4 separate regions of the Zea mays genome follow, and all the other regions are linked to region 1. Evidence: chromatin contacts called from public Hi-C data. All regions are on one chromosome and are shown on one strand. Each heading gives the region's core, a stretch centred on a gene start, on an enhancer-like site or on the middle of the called end of the contact. The rest is flanking DNA. Distances are from core to core; before and after follow the strand shown.

Region 1 (2,913 bases), core at 160-2,659:
TGTAGTCCTCTGTTTTCGGGCTAGTTTGGTAACCCCATTTTTCCAAGGGATTTCCATTTTTCTAAGGAAAATTAGTTTATTTTCCATATGTAGAAAATACTGCCCGAATAGCACCAATCCAAAAATAATAATACACCCTTGAGTATTGAACATATAAGGGCTAGTTTCGCAACCCCATTTTTCCAAGGGATTTTCATTTTCCCAAGAGAAATTAGTTCATTTTCCCTTGGGAAAATGGAGTTTCCAAACTAGCCCTAAAGCTGTTATTAACCCAACATGGATAACCCCAACTGAAGACTCACAGCAATTCGAAGATTCTTGTGCAACACAATGCAGGTTTGACCTCAACAATGTGATACTCGTGGCACTGCACCACTAAGTGTCAGTGGCATCAGTTTACACTCCTGAGCTCTCACCAAAGCATTAACGCATTTAGAAACCCCTGAACCCTAACCACCAAGCAGCATGACATTGAGATCCGAACACCATTCTACCACATTTCAAACACCTCAGGCTTCCCTCAACACTACATTGACTACGCAACGGCACAGCAATCCCCAAATAACCCAATAAAATCACACCGGCACCATCATATCAGCCACCACGGGCCACAAGCACGGACGAGCAGGGAGCTAACGAGCCCTACCAGAGGACCCAGTTCGAGGTTCCCCGACCACGCCTGCCGCGGAATCCGCTTGAACCGCTGCCCTTCACCCGCTGTAGCCACCGCGGGCTCCATCGACGTCACCTGAGCTGCCATTCAACCAACAGACCAGTTAAGCGCGAATCAGCACAAGTTCAGCACAACCAACACGCATCAACCGACCGAATAAATTCACACCTGGAGCACGGGAGCTCTCCAACCCGGAGCTCAGGATCTCGCGCGCGCGGCCCAGATCCGAGTGAGGGAGGCGTGCCCGAGAAGCGACGGGGGTAGCACGTGTCCTCCCGCTCCCGCTCGCTGCAACAACCAGAACGCGGGAGACGGGGAGAAAAGGCGAGGAGGATGCTACCACCACCGCGGCCACTCATTGGCCATTTGCTTCCACTCGACACCTTCTGCTAATCTGCTCCGCTGTGCTCTACTCTGCTCCCAGTCCCAGCGACGCGAGGGTTTGGTGGAGTGGGGATGAAGGGAAGCGAACGAAGCAGGTGGAGTTGGGGGAGAGGGTTTTTTTTTTTGAAAAAGGAGGGGAAAAGCTAAGTGTATGAAATACAAAGATTTCGTTTGGCTTCTACTGGTTCGTTTATTAATTTGTTCCGCAGGTTTTCAAAATCTTTTGAAGTGCCCTTCTGCCAGTGCAGCTGTGCACTCGTACTGTGCAGTGCAGCGGCTGCTCTCGCTGTCGCACGCATGAGTGCTTCGTTGTCAAAATGTCAGCAGACTGAAGGACAGCCAAGAAAGTGTTGCCCCGCTACTGCCAGGGGAAGTATATTAGGCTCCGTTTGGTTCATAGGGATTTTCCAAAAATATATAAAAGTTATAGAATTTCAAAATCCTATTAAGCAGGTTAAATTTTAGTGAATTTTATACACATGTACAGAATCTAATGAAACGCGCTAGATTTCTGTCTAAATTAAAAAAACTAGTAACCAAACAAGACCTTAATAAAATCTGTTCAAGAGATGAATCTCACTCTCACAAATTGCAAGGATTTTAATTTATCCGCACAAGATTATGATTTATCTTGATCGTATAAAAAATAATGTTGTTTAAAAAGTATACAATGATGCTTAAGTCATTTATTATTTGGCACTGAATCATTCCTAGATGTTTTTGGCGGCCAACACGTCCTTGATGTTGAGAAGCCAGGTTGAAATCTAGTGGACGGTCCCAAGTGGAACCTCAAAATTGACATACTCTCCGGTCTCGAGTGGAACCTCAAAGTTGACATAATCTCGTGAGGGTATGTACGATAACTCTCGCAATTGTGTCCTTTGACTTGTGGGTGTTGACCATGTTACTCGAAGCTAAGGAAGATTGTTGTTGACCTGTTCCCCTTTTGAATTATATTGGTCATGAGACAATCATACTCGCCCTAGTTGACGAGGCTGGTGCAGCTCCTATGAATTAAGTGTTATTATCATGACATGGTCCGTTCAAATAGTCCTTAGTAATGAGGATAATGAGGTAGCCCAGTACAGGAGGATCTTCCATGGCCCGATGAAGCTAAAAAAGTGTAAGTTATCGTTGTGTTCCTAAGTTTACTTGTGAAACCAGACATGACGTAGTCAGATCCAGCTATGTTGGGTCCGTGTTAAGAACCTAATATAAATCCTTCTAGATCTCGAAGGCTTTACCCCCATACAGGAAAATAAAGAGTTTTTGTTAACCAAAATAATTTTTGAGGACCTTTAGGATAGCCAATAGAAATTGAATGATTTCGTCGATCAATGCTAAGTCTATGGAAAAAAGTAATTTCCATCGGTCAGAACCACACGGCAAACGTGAATTAACAATTTCCATTGAACTAGAGAAAAATGACGAACATAAGTAGTTTATATCGCTTGTACCAAGCAGGCCATAGAAAATAGAGAAATTTGAATCGGTACCACTAAAAAATTATAACTTTAGATATATACCATTGATTTCCAACTTAAATGTGGGGTTCACATGAATCAATGACATGCAGAATCAGTGATATATATCTAAAGTTGCAATATTTTAATGGTATATATCCAATTATTCCTATAAAATAACTAACTTTTGTTGGGTTTTCCACTATATCGACAAAAAAGTATTTTTGTCGTCCGGACCATGTGGCCAATAAGAATTACTAACATTGTTTGTTCCCTCACATCCTCACACTTACATGTCACTATCCTCGTCCATTTGTCGCCTTGCATGGCTCCTCTCCTCGATGTATGCCTCTTCTTCGCCTACAATTCTTCTCCCCCCACAACAACTCTACA
Region 2 (2,913 bases), core at 299-2,798, 190 kb after region 1:
TTTTCAAATCGGTTTTCGTTCTAACTTGTGAGTGAGTTCTAGAGTGACACCTAGCACTGTATGTGAGTGTGATTGTGCACCAACACTACACTAGAACTCTCTTGGTCAAACTACTCATCGACAACCCCTCTTTGTAGTACGGCTAAAAGAGAATAAAAGACCTAACTAAATCGCGAGTGTCCACATCTCCTTGACACTCGGACTCCGTAGACCTTTGCCTTTTGTTTCGTCGTTTTAGCCGTCGCTTCGAGTTCTTATCTCCGGGATTGTTTTCACCGTTGTAGTACTTCTACCTGTCATGCGACCTAACTTACCATTTGTCTCTGCAAAACACACGTTAGTCACATATAATATTACGTTGTCATTAATCACTAAAACCAACCAGGGGCCTAGATGCTTTCAGCGTACAGTGATGAACCGAAGGATCTTTATTTGTAAATAGCCATTCATTTCGGCTTTTCCAGATGCTCCAAGTCATGAGAATGATAATCTCCATATAGAAAGGGACGTTAAGTTGGTGTTTAAGGTTTGCTGAGGCCTCCTCTAGATTAGAAATTCTGGGGGGTTATTCCAATTGAATTCCAGCAGGCTTTTGCAAAATTGCATCTGAGGAACAAATGATAAAGCGTCTCCTCCATTTGCCATAAACAATTCTTACATGAGTAAGATTCCAGGGTCATGCCCCGTTGTATATTTCGAATTTCGTTAAGCCCCCTCAGACCGTGTTTGTTTTAACTTTTTTTGTTGATTCTAGCCACGCAGAAGCTGTCGTGGACTACTAAATGCTTACACCCGTTTGGATGTAGATATCAGAGCATTGAATTGGAAATTGGAATCATTTTTCCTAAATTATGTTGTTTGCTTGCACTTAAACTTGAGATTTAGAATTAGAGGCTCAATTCCCAAGAATTGGACTATTACTAGAAATAATAGAATTAGAATTATATCTCAATTGAATATCATGACTGATTTGATATTCAATTCAATTATATCCTCTCCAATATCGACATCCAAACGGAGCATTACCTTTTTAGCCTGTTTCTATGGGAAATCACTTTGACGAAAATCATCCAAAATCAACATGAACACATAATCAATCGAGTCGTCGCGATGGAAAGAATCAGACACTTGTTAGATCCTAAACAACATGAATCCTTCGTCTTTCTCCACAAGTAATCCCAAGAAAAAAAGATTGTGAGATAAAAAAAAGATAAACCAAAGTCACTTAGCATGCATGGGACGTGGGAGTCTCGGAGAGACCGGCCGAGGGAGAGCTATTCCTACCGATAGGATTTGCCAACGAAGCAAAGCAACCATCGGCCCCGCCCCCGGACCCAATCGGCCAGTCGCACGCGGAACTGGAAGCATCAAAGCATCAGCCGCCGGGGCGCCAACGCCAACACGTGCCGGCGCGGCCGAGTTCCAGCGGCACCCGTCACGGGGCCCCCAGCCCACCAATTCCCGGTGCCATCACGGCGGACGTGTGCTTGCGCGGGGAGAGCGAGCGATCGATCGATCTAACGATAGCCACAACAGGCCGTTCGTTCGTCCGCCTCTCGATCGATCGGCCACCTCCGCCCGGGGCGGGGGCCGGGGGTGGGGGGGCCTCCATCAGCTGGACGGAGCGGACGTCACGCACGCAAGCGGACAAGCATCCTCGTGCTTATAAGCAGACCTTCCCCTCCCGTCCCCAAAAATTCCATTCCCTCCGTTTCTCCTGGCTAAACTACCTCTCGCTCCCTCCGGCTCCGATCCAGGGTGCGAGCTGAGCTTGGGCTAGTTTAGTCTCCCCAAGCTCGTGGCGCAGCAGCAGACTCGTTGGTGGAGGTGGATTAGTAGCCAAGGCTTTGCAGCTAGGTAGGGTTTTGTAGCTAGTTCCTCGCAGGCTCAGCTCTCTCATACTAGCTAGCGTCGGTCAGTCGGGCGAGCAGGCCAATGGTCATGGCGAACCCGGACATGCTGCCGCCGGGGTTCCGTTTCCACCCGACGGACGAGGAGCTGATCCTCCACTACCTCCGCAACCGCGCCGCCAACGCGCCGTGCCCGGTCGCCATCATCGCCGACGTCGACATCTACAAGTTCGATCCATGGGACCTGCCATGTTAGTAGTACTACCCGCCGTGCGCGCGCGCGCCTGCACTCGCATCGATCGATCTGCAGGGAAACTCTCTTTTTTAACACCGATAGATTTTGCCCTAATTATTAATTGATGTGTACTGTATTATCATTGCAGCCAGGGCTGCGTACGGGGACAAGGAGTGGTACTTCTTCAGCCCCCGCGACCGCAAGTACCCGAACGGGATCCGGCCGAACCGCGCGGCGGGGTCCGGCTACTGGAAGGCCACCGGGACCGACAAGCCCATCCACAGCAGCACCACCGCCGGCGAGAGCGTCGGCGTCAAGAAGGCGCTCGTCTTCTACGAGGGCCGGCCGCCCAAGGGCACCAAGACCAACTGGATCATGCACGAGTACCGCCTCGCCGCCGACGCGCAGGCAGCGCACGCCTACCGCCCCATGAAGTTCCGCAACGCCTCCATGAGGGTACGTCGTACGTTGTTAATCACTCATCTGATTTAAACCATACCCCCTCTTGCCATACAATAATCCAAGAAAAACCGAGTTAGATTCAAAGAACAAAAATGACATCTAGAAGCTAGTTCTATCTCTTGCATATGTCGGTATCATGGTGCAGCTAGTTGCACCGCTTGCGCATGCATGCAATAATCACCGATCGATGCACCCCCCTAGTTGCACTTGCACCCTGATCTGTTTATCTTTTTTGGCGATGTTTTGTGACGATGCGGGTTCGCGGCACGTACGTCGGTTTTCTTTATCGCATCGGTTTTGTGGCTTGCCAGTAGACGCAAGGGCCGCTTTAGTGTGTGGTGGCGCGGCGTTCTTTCTTTAATAAAG
Region 3 (2,913 bases), core at 163-2,662, 160 kb after region 1:
TTCTATCTCTACTTTTTATTTCAAACATTATTACATGGTAACCTTAATAGTACAATTTATAGTGTAAAATATTGTTGTACTCATCTGTATAGTTTGTCTAATGGTCTTAGGCTAAGCATATGTGTATATATGTCTGAAAAAAGTAGTCAACAGAAATTTTACAGATCCAAAGTTCCAAACGATTCATTCCAATAATAATCCAATCAACATACAAACAAACTGCTACCGTTATCTCAGAAAATCTTGACTGCCTGCAATAGCTAGGCAGCTAGCGCATGTATTGGAAGCTCGCTCTGTCTCTCTCGCAAAGTGATGTGACTCTGGTTAGGTGCCATGACACAGTAGTAGTGAGCGCATTTTCCTCTTATAAGATTGAACAAGTCTTTAGTGACTTTACTATAAACTTAGCTATAAAAATTGATGTGCTACTGTTTTTAAGGTCATGTTTGGATCCCTGTAGCAAATAGTTTTTGGTTAATTTTAGCACTCTAGTCTCCAAACAGTCTGGCTCATAAATTGGTTAGCCATAGAGTTGTCAACTGTTTATTCATTAGTCATTTGACCTTATTAATAGATGCTAATAGATCGTGTAGAGAGAAAAGACACTTATTAGCCAAGACTCTAAACATATCCTGGCTAATTGTTGCTAGCTAATTATTTGTCGGCTAATTATTAGCCACCAGCAAACAATTAGCCGCGAGGATCCAAACATGGCCTAAGTAAGGGTCTGTTTGTTTTAGCTTCTAGATTATATAATCTAGATTATAATCTACATGTAGTTGTTTGATTGATTATACGAATGTAGATTATTAGAGCCAGGAAAGGGAGATAAGAGCACCACACTGTGGGGGAAGGAGAGATGCCCGTAAGTTCGCTTCAGAGGAAAGAGAACGATGGTTCTTTTGTAATTTTGTGAACATAATCATGGTTAATGAGTCTTTTACTTAAAAATAATCCTAAATAAACTTCTCTTCATGAGATTATGAGATTATAGCAATCTAGACATTAAATTATATAATCTGTAGCTATAGTGTAGATGTTTGTTTACCCGTCAGATTATTTATGTTGGATTATATAATCTGAGTAGATTATAATAAAAATAAAGAGAGCCTAAACCAATCTATCAATAACCAAAATCTATGGATGCATATGAATTTCGGTTGGGCACGTTTTGACACCCAAAATCACCAAACGGTTCAGACGACCGCGCGTTTGGCGACGTGCGCACGTTCCGAACTTCCGACCCTATTTCCAACCGAAAGTCTCACACCGTGGTCGCGTGCTTACCCCAGTTCATTGAATTCTTCTCGCATGTGACGTCATGCTCTCCCACACCACCCCGTTGTATTGCATGGACCTGACCTCACCTCACCTACACACACGGTCCTCTTCTGACTCGATCCCAAGAGAGACGTGAAGCCGTACGCCGCGGGGACTGTCCGATCCCGTCGGATATGCCGTCACGACCGGCCGGTCCTCATATGGTATTCGCGCACGTGGGGAATACAGCTGGGTGGTGGAGCTTCGGATAATCACGGGCGGACTTCGTGCTGCTCGCTTTACAGTTTTCACTCCTCCAGCAAACTACAGCCAATGCGTTTCTTTGTTCGCAGCCTTCTTTGGCGTGTTTGATTTAGGGACTAAAGTTTAGCGCGTTTGAATGATTATTACAAATTTTAAATATTGTTTAATTACAAAACTAATTACATAATTAAAGACTTAAAAGACGATACAAAATTTTTAAGCCTAATTAGTTCATGGTTAGTAAAAGTTTATTGTACCATCACATGAGCGTATCATGTAATGATTAGGTGTAATACGTTCATCCTATTGTTTAGTTCTCATCTGTGTATTAATTTTGTAATTAGACTATACTTAATACTTCTAACTAGTATCCAAACATCTAATGTGATAGATATTAAACTTTAGCGCCAGAAAACAGTACCTCATCATCCTCTAAGGCCTAGCCCCAGTCCCTTCGACACGACTTCCTCTGTTCCTCGACACATATATTTAAATTGCGCGGAAATTTATACTTATGCTAGTTTGAAAACATAAATCTTCTAAAGAATTTAAGAGAGAAATTAGTTCATTTCCACCTCAAATATCTAATATCTAAGTAGATTTAAGTTTTTCAAACTAGACCAAAACTAGACCATAGAGCTATAGTTTGAAACTTAAAATCTCCTTCGAAATTGTAAGGGGTTGAGGGGGAAGGAAATTTTCTCCTCGGCCCTCTTTCTATTCTGAAGAAGATTTAAATTTCCAAACCAATCCTTTATTTTGAACCACGGTAAAAAAATTAAAATAGACACTCATACATATAAAAAACACTTATTCATTTTTGAATAAAGAGATGATTTTAGCTATTCCATTCTTTTTCGGTTTTGTGGCTCACAAACTAGTCGTCCTAAAGATAAATAAAAGTCCCCTATCCGTTGTGGGCTAGATGAGGCTTGGGTTGAAGCTACGCTTTCCAGTGCTAACCTTTAGAAAAGAAAAATAAAAGGCCGATGGGAGGTTGGCTGAAGAAGATGCGGGGAGCTCAGGTAAAACTTCTGGTACCTGCGGTCGAACTTGGCACAAGGCCCTCCTTTGTAAAATGATGCATATACTGATATATAGTTCAACAGCGCGCTGTAACAGCGGTATCTTTTAAGCATACGGTTCAAGATTCTCTCGGAGACTAATTAACCGGAGTGTTCCCAAGCTGAGAGTCAAGATAACACTGATCAATTCCATCAAGTCATGTCGAAACTGCAGCCGTGGTCTGGTCGCTGTGTTTATGGAAGGGAGAGGATCGTTTCAGCGATAGTGGATCTTTGCCGGTTTGCCCCCTCTAGGCTCTAGCCCATTCTATCTCGATTTTTTTTATTACGACGGTAATTATTGGTCGAGGAGCTGGAGCCGCTG
Region 4 (2,913 bases), core at 234-2,733, 130 kb after region 1:
GGTAAGGCGATTTGGCCAAGGTCGCCGCACGATAAAGTCTGCCCAAGCTGGGCTTCTAGCGACCCGAGGGTGCGCTCATCGCCTGAGGGGACCCTCGGGCGAGGCGTGAATCCGTCCGGGACTACTGTTCCCGCCCGAGGGCGAGGCTGGGCTCGGATGAGGTCGCGTCACTCGGCAGACGTGGTCTTGACTTGAACCGCGCTTTATCAGTCGTGTATGGTTTGTTCTGAAGATGTTTTTCAGCCGTGTTTAGGAGTATTGGGGATACCCCTAATTATGGTACCCGACAAGTTGCATGTCACCTTCAATTCTATAGGAAAATTTTCAAGAGGTTGAACCTCATGTTAAAAATCTTCCAGAATCTCACTACAATACTTAATTCTATAGGAATTTTATAGGTTTTGTAGCAACTCAACACTTTGTTCCAAAGGACCACATAGAAAAACTTTACATAGGGTTTTAATCCTTCAAAATTCCTTCACTTTTCCCTTGTTCCAAAGGAAGCCTTAGTGACTAAGGGTCCCTTTGGAACAAAGACAATATGAAGGATTTTTGAAGGATTTTACTACATTCGCGAGCCTTTGAAACACATGATTTTACTACAGGAATTGAGAATGTAGTAAAATTTCCACAGCCTTTGAAGAAAAAAAATCATGCGCGAGCCTTTGGAACACATGATTCAATCATATCACATCCTTTAAAATTCCTATGTATTGCTTTCCCGTTCAAGTTTTGAAGGAAAATAATAAGAGGTCAAACCTCTTGGAAACTTTTTTATGGCTCGTATCTCTCTATTCAAATTCCTGCACATCATTCAAAGGCTATGGAAAATTTTACTACATTCTTAATTCCTGTAGGATTGCAATTCATATCCAACTCTAATCATTTGTTTTTTCTATTCTTGTGTTTTTACGTTCCTGTATTGCAAAGGGGGGCTTAAAGTTTAATCACTTTTATTACTTAAAATACCAAACCTGGTGACTAAAATAGGACTTCCAGATAGGATTTCTAGGGGTGTTTGGTTACCCCAAACTAAAATTTAGCCCCTGTCATATCGAATGTTTGAACCTCCGTTCCGGGTATTAAATGTAGTCGGATTATAAAACTAATTTGTCAGCCGAAGATTAAAAGACGAGACGAATCTAGTCCAGTTAGTTGGGTCTATATTTCATACTCCTATTTAAAAGTCAAACGTTTGATGTGACTCAGGCTAAACTTTAGCAGGAGCAACCAAACACCCCCAGACTAAGTTTAGCGCTAAAGTTTAGGAGAGTAAAAGAACCAAACACCCAGCTTTCAGTTGGAGTAGTTTTTGTGGTAAGGTTGACAAGATGAACTGAGCGAACCACGGAGGGTGGTTGAGCATGATGGAGAGAGTACTAGGTCCTACTGGTATCCTCATCGTAGCTCTAGCCTGTTGGACCAGCAAAGCTGCTTGTTGCACACCCAGACCCAGGTGAGGTCAGCCAGGAGGACGCGTCGCCTGTCCTTTTCTACTGCCATTATATTAACCAAGAGGAAGATCTGACCAAGATCCCATGTACTGAGCTAACTAGGAGCTTTCCGAATCTGTCTCCATGCGTGGTCTTTCAATTTCATCAGCGACGAAGAGAAGCAGAGCAGAGCTGTCGCCAGTCGCCACCGCGCTGGATCTGACCGACAAGGGCGAGCGCGGCACTGGCGCCGCCGCCGCCGCCGGTTGCGGTTGGGGCCGTTGGGGCTCGAGCATCGAAGCGCGGAGGCTTGTCGCGCTGGTAAATTTGGCCTATCAAATACGCCATACGCTACATAGATGTGGGCCGACAGTCGTTGCAAAATACTAGTGGGCTGAGCTGGGCGCATCGAACTCGCGCGGCAGCCTCAGCCTGGGGTTTGGTTGAAGAGCCAAATAGAACGGAACCGTTCTGTCCCAGTTTTGTTGTTGTTTGGTTACAAAGTAACTAGAACGGAATGACTCTAATTATGGAATATTCTCCTCAGATCCGGAACCATTCCGCTCCAAAAAATCAATGGGACGGAGCCGCTCCGTTCCAATCCCGCTCTCACAGTCACGCTCGTTCCGCTCACTCTTCAACCAAACAAAAAACAGAATCGCTCCGTTCCAGATTACCAAACACAGAACAGAGCGGCTCCGTTCCTAGAATCAGGAATGGAACGGCTCCGTTCTATTTGACTCCTCAACCAAACACTACATGTCGTGGCGTGCTCTACGATTAAGCAGTGCTGCGGCCTGCGTGCAGCGCGTGAGTCCATCTCTCTCTCGATGCGATCTCTTTTTTCCCCAAGTTTACTGCTCGCGAATAGTTGTTTTTCCTTTTAGAATGAAATATTATCTGTAAAATAACTTGTAATATTTCTGTAAAAATCCTGCGTATTATAGAGGTTCTGCATGTAAATTTTTTTTGCATGCATGGATGGAAATAAGTATCGGCGGACGGGAATAAAACTAAGATTCTAGTGAAAATCTTGTGTCCCACACTCTTTATATTCACAAAATTCAGATGTAGGATGATAGACATTTTCACCCGAATGCGGAGTAAACAATTCTTATTCTTTTTTATCTCTCTTGACTTGACGGGGCCGTCAGAGGAGAACCGGGGACCTGGAGAGTATTCTGTGTTTATAATTTTTATTACTCTATGTTCTAAATTATTTGATGTTTTGTTTTTTAGATACATAAATTTTACTGATACACGTATACTATATCTAAATATATGGTGAAAATAATATATTCAGAAAGATCAAAATATCTTATAATTTAAAACACAAGTACTATATTATTTAGTTTGTTGTCTCCCTGATCGATGATTGGTTGTGATGGCTGATGATAATTAGATTTTGTTATGAGATGACTTAAGGGGTGTTTGGTTTCTAGGACTAATTTTTAGTCCTTTAATTTTATTCTATTTTAGT

Evidence for each region. Hi-C and Micro-C count contacts between places; a contact is called where the count stands out from the background.
Region 2: a Hi-C map of leaf shows a contact between it and region 1, with 6 times the contacts expected there. The contact joins the promoter of LOC103634603 here to the promoter of LOC100273928 in region 1. A contact is called at or near these places in 10 of 25 Hi-C or Micro-C datasets (bundle sheath, ear, leaf and 1 more) and 1 of 3 datasets of contacts at active chromatin or transcription factors (leaf).
Region 3: a Hi-C map of endosperm shows a contact between it and region 1, with 2.3 times the contacts expected there. The contact joins the enhancer-like site here to the promoter of LOC100273928 in region 1. A contact is called at or near these places in 4 of 25 Hi-C or Micro-C datasets (bundle sheath, ear, endosperm and 1 more).
Region 4: a contact with region 1 is called in a Hi-C map of ear, with 1.5 times the contacts expected there. The contact joins the enhancer-like site here to the promoter of LOC100273928 in region 1. A contact is called at or near these places in 3 of 25 Hi-C or Micro-C datasets (bundle sheath, ear and tassel).

The regions. Positions count from the first base shown.
Region 1 is chr1:53,895,664-53,898,576 of Zm-B73-REFERENCE-NAM-5.0, reverse strand. It overlaps LOC100273928, which reads right to left and starts at 1,409. Exons shown (of 31, transcript NM_001360497.1): 1 at 842-1,409; 2 at 647-753. The coding sequence starts at 739.
Region 2 is chr1:53,709,911-53,712,823 of Zm-B73-REFERENCE-NAM-5.0, reverse strand. It overlaps LOC103634603 (NAC transcription factor NAM-2), which reads left to right and starts at 1,548. Exons shown (of 3, transcript XM_008657016.4): 1 at 1,548-2,101; 2 at 2,234-2,541. The coding sequence starts at 1,936.
Region 3 is chr1:53,740,535-53,743,447 of Zm-B73-REFERENCE-NAM-5.0, reverse strand. No RefSeq gene overlaps it. Among protein-coding and RNA genes, the nearest start is that of LOC103634603, 31 kb to the right of the region's middle. Within about 2 kb of position 1,412, at least 16 of the 20 cell types and tissues checked have an H3K27ac peak or open chromatin away from gene starts, as enhancers often do. A contact at or near this core is called in bundle sheath, ear, endosperm and 1 more, where this site is marked.
Region 4 is chr1:53,761,546-53,764,458 of Zm-B73-REFERENCE-NAM-5.0, reverse strand. No RefSeq gene overlaps it. Among protein-coding and RNA genes, the nearest start is that of LOC103634605, 30 kb to the left of the region's middle. Within about 2 kb of position 1,483, at least 19 of the 20 cell types and tissues checked have an H3K27ac peak or open chromatin away from gene starts, as enhancers often do. A contact at or near this core is called in bundle sheath, ear and tassel, where this site is marked.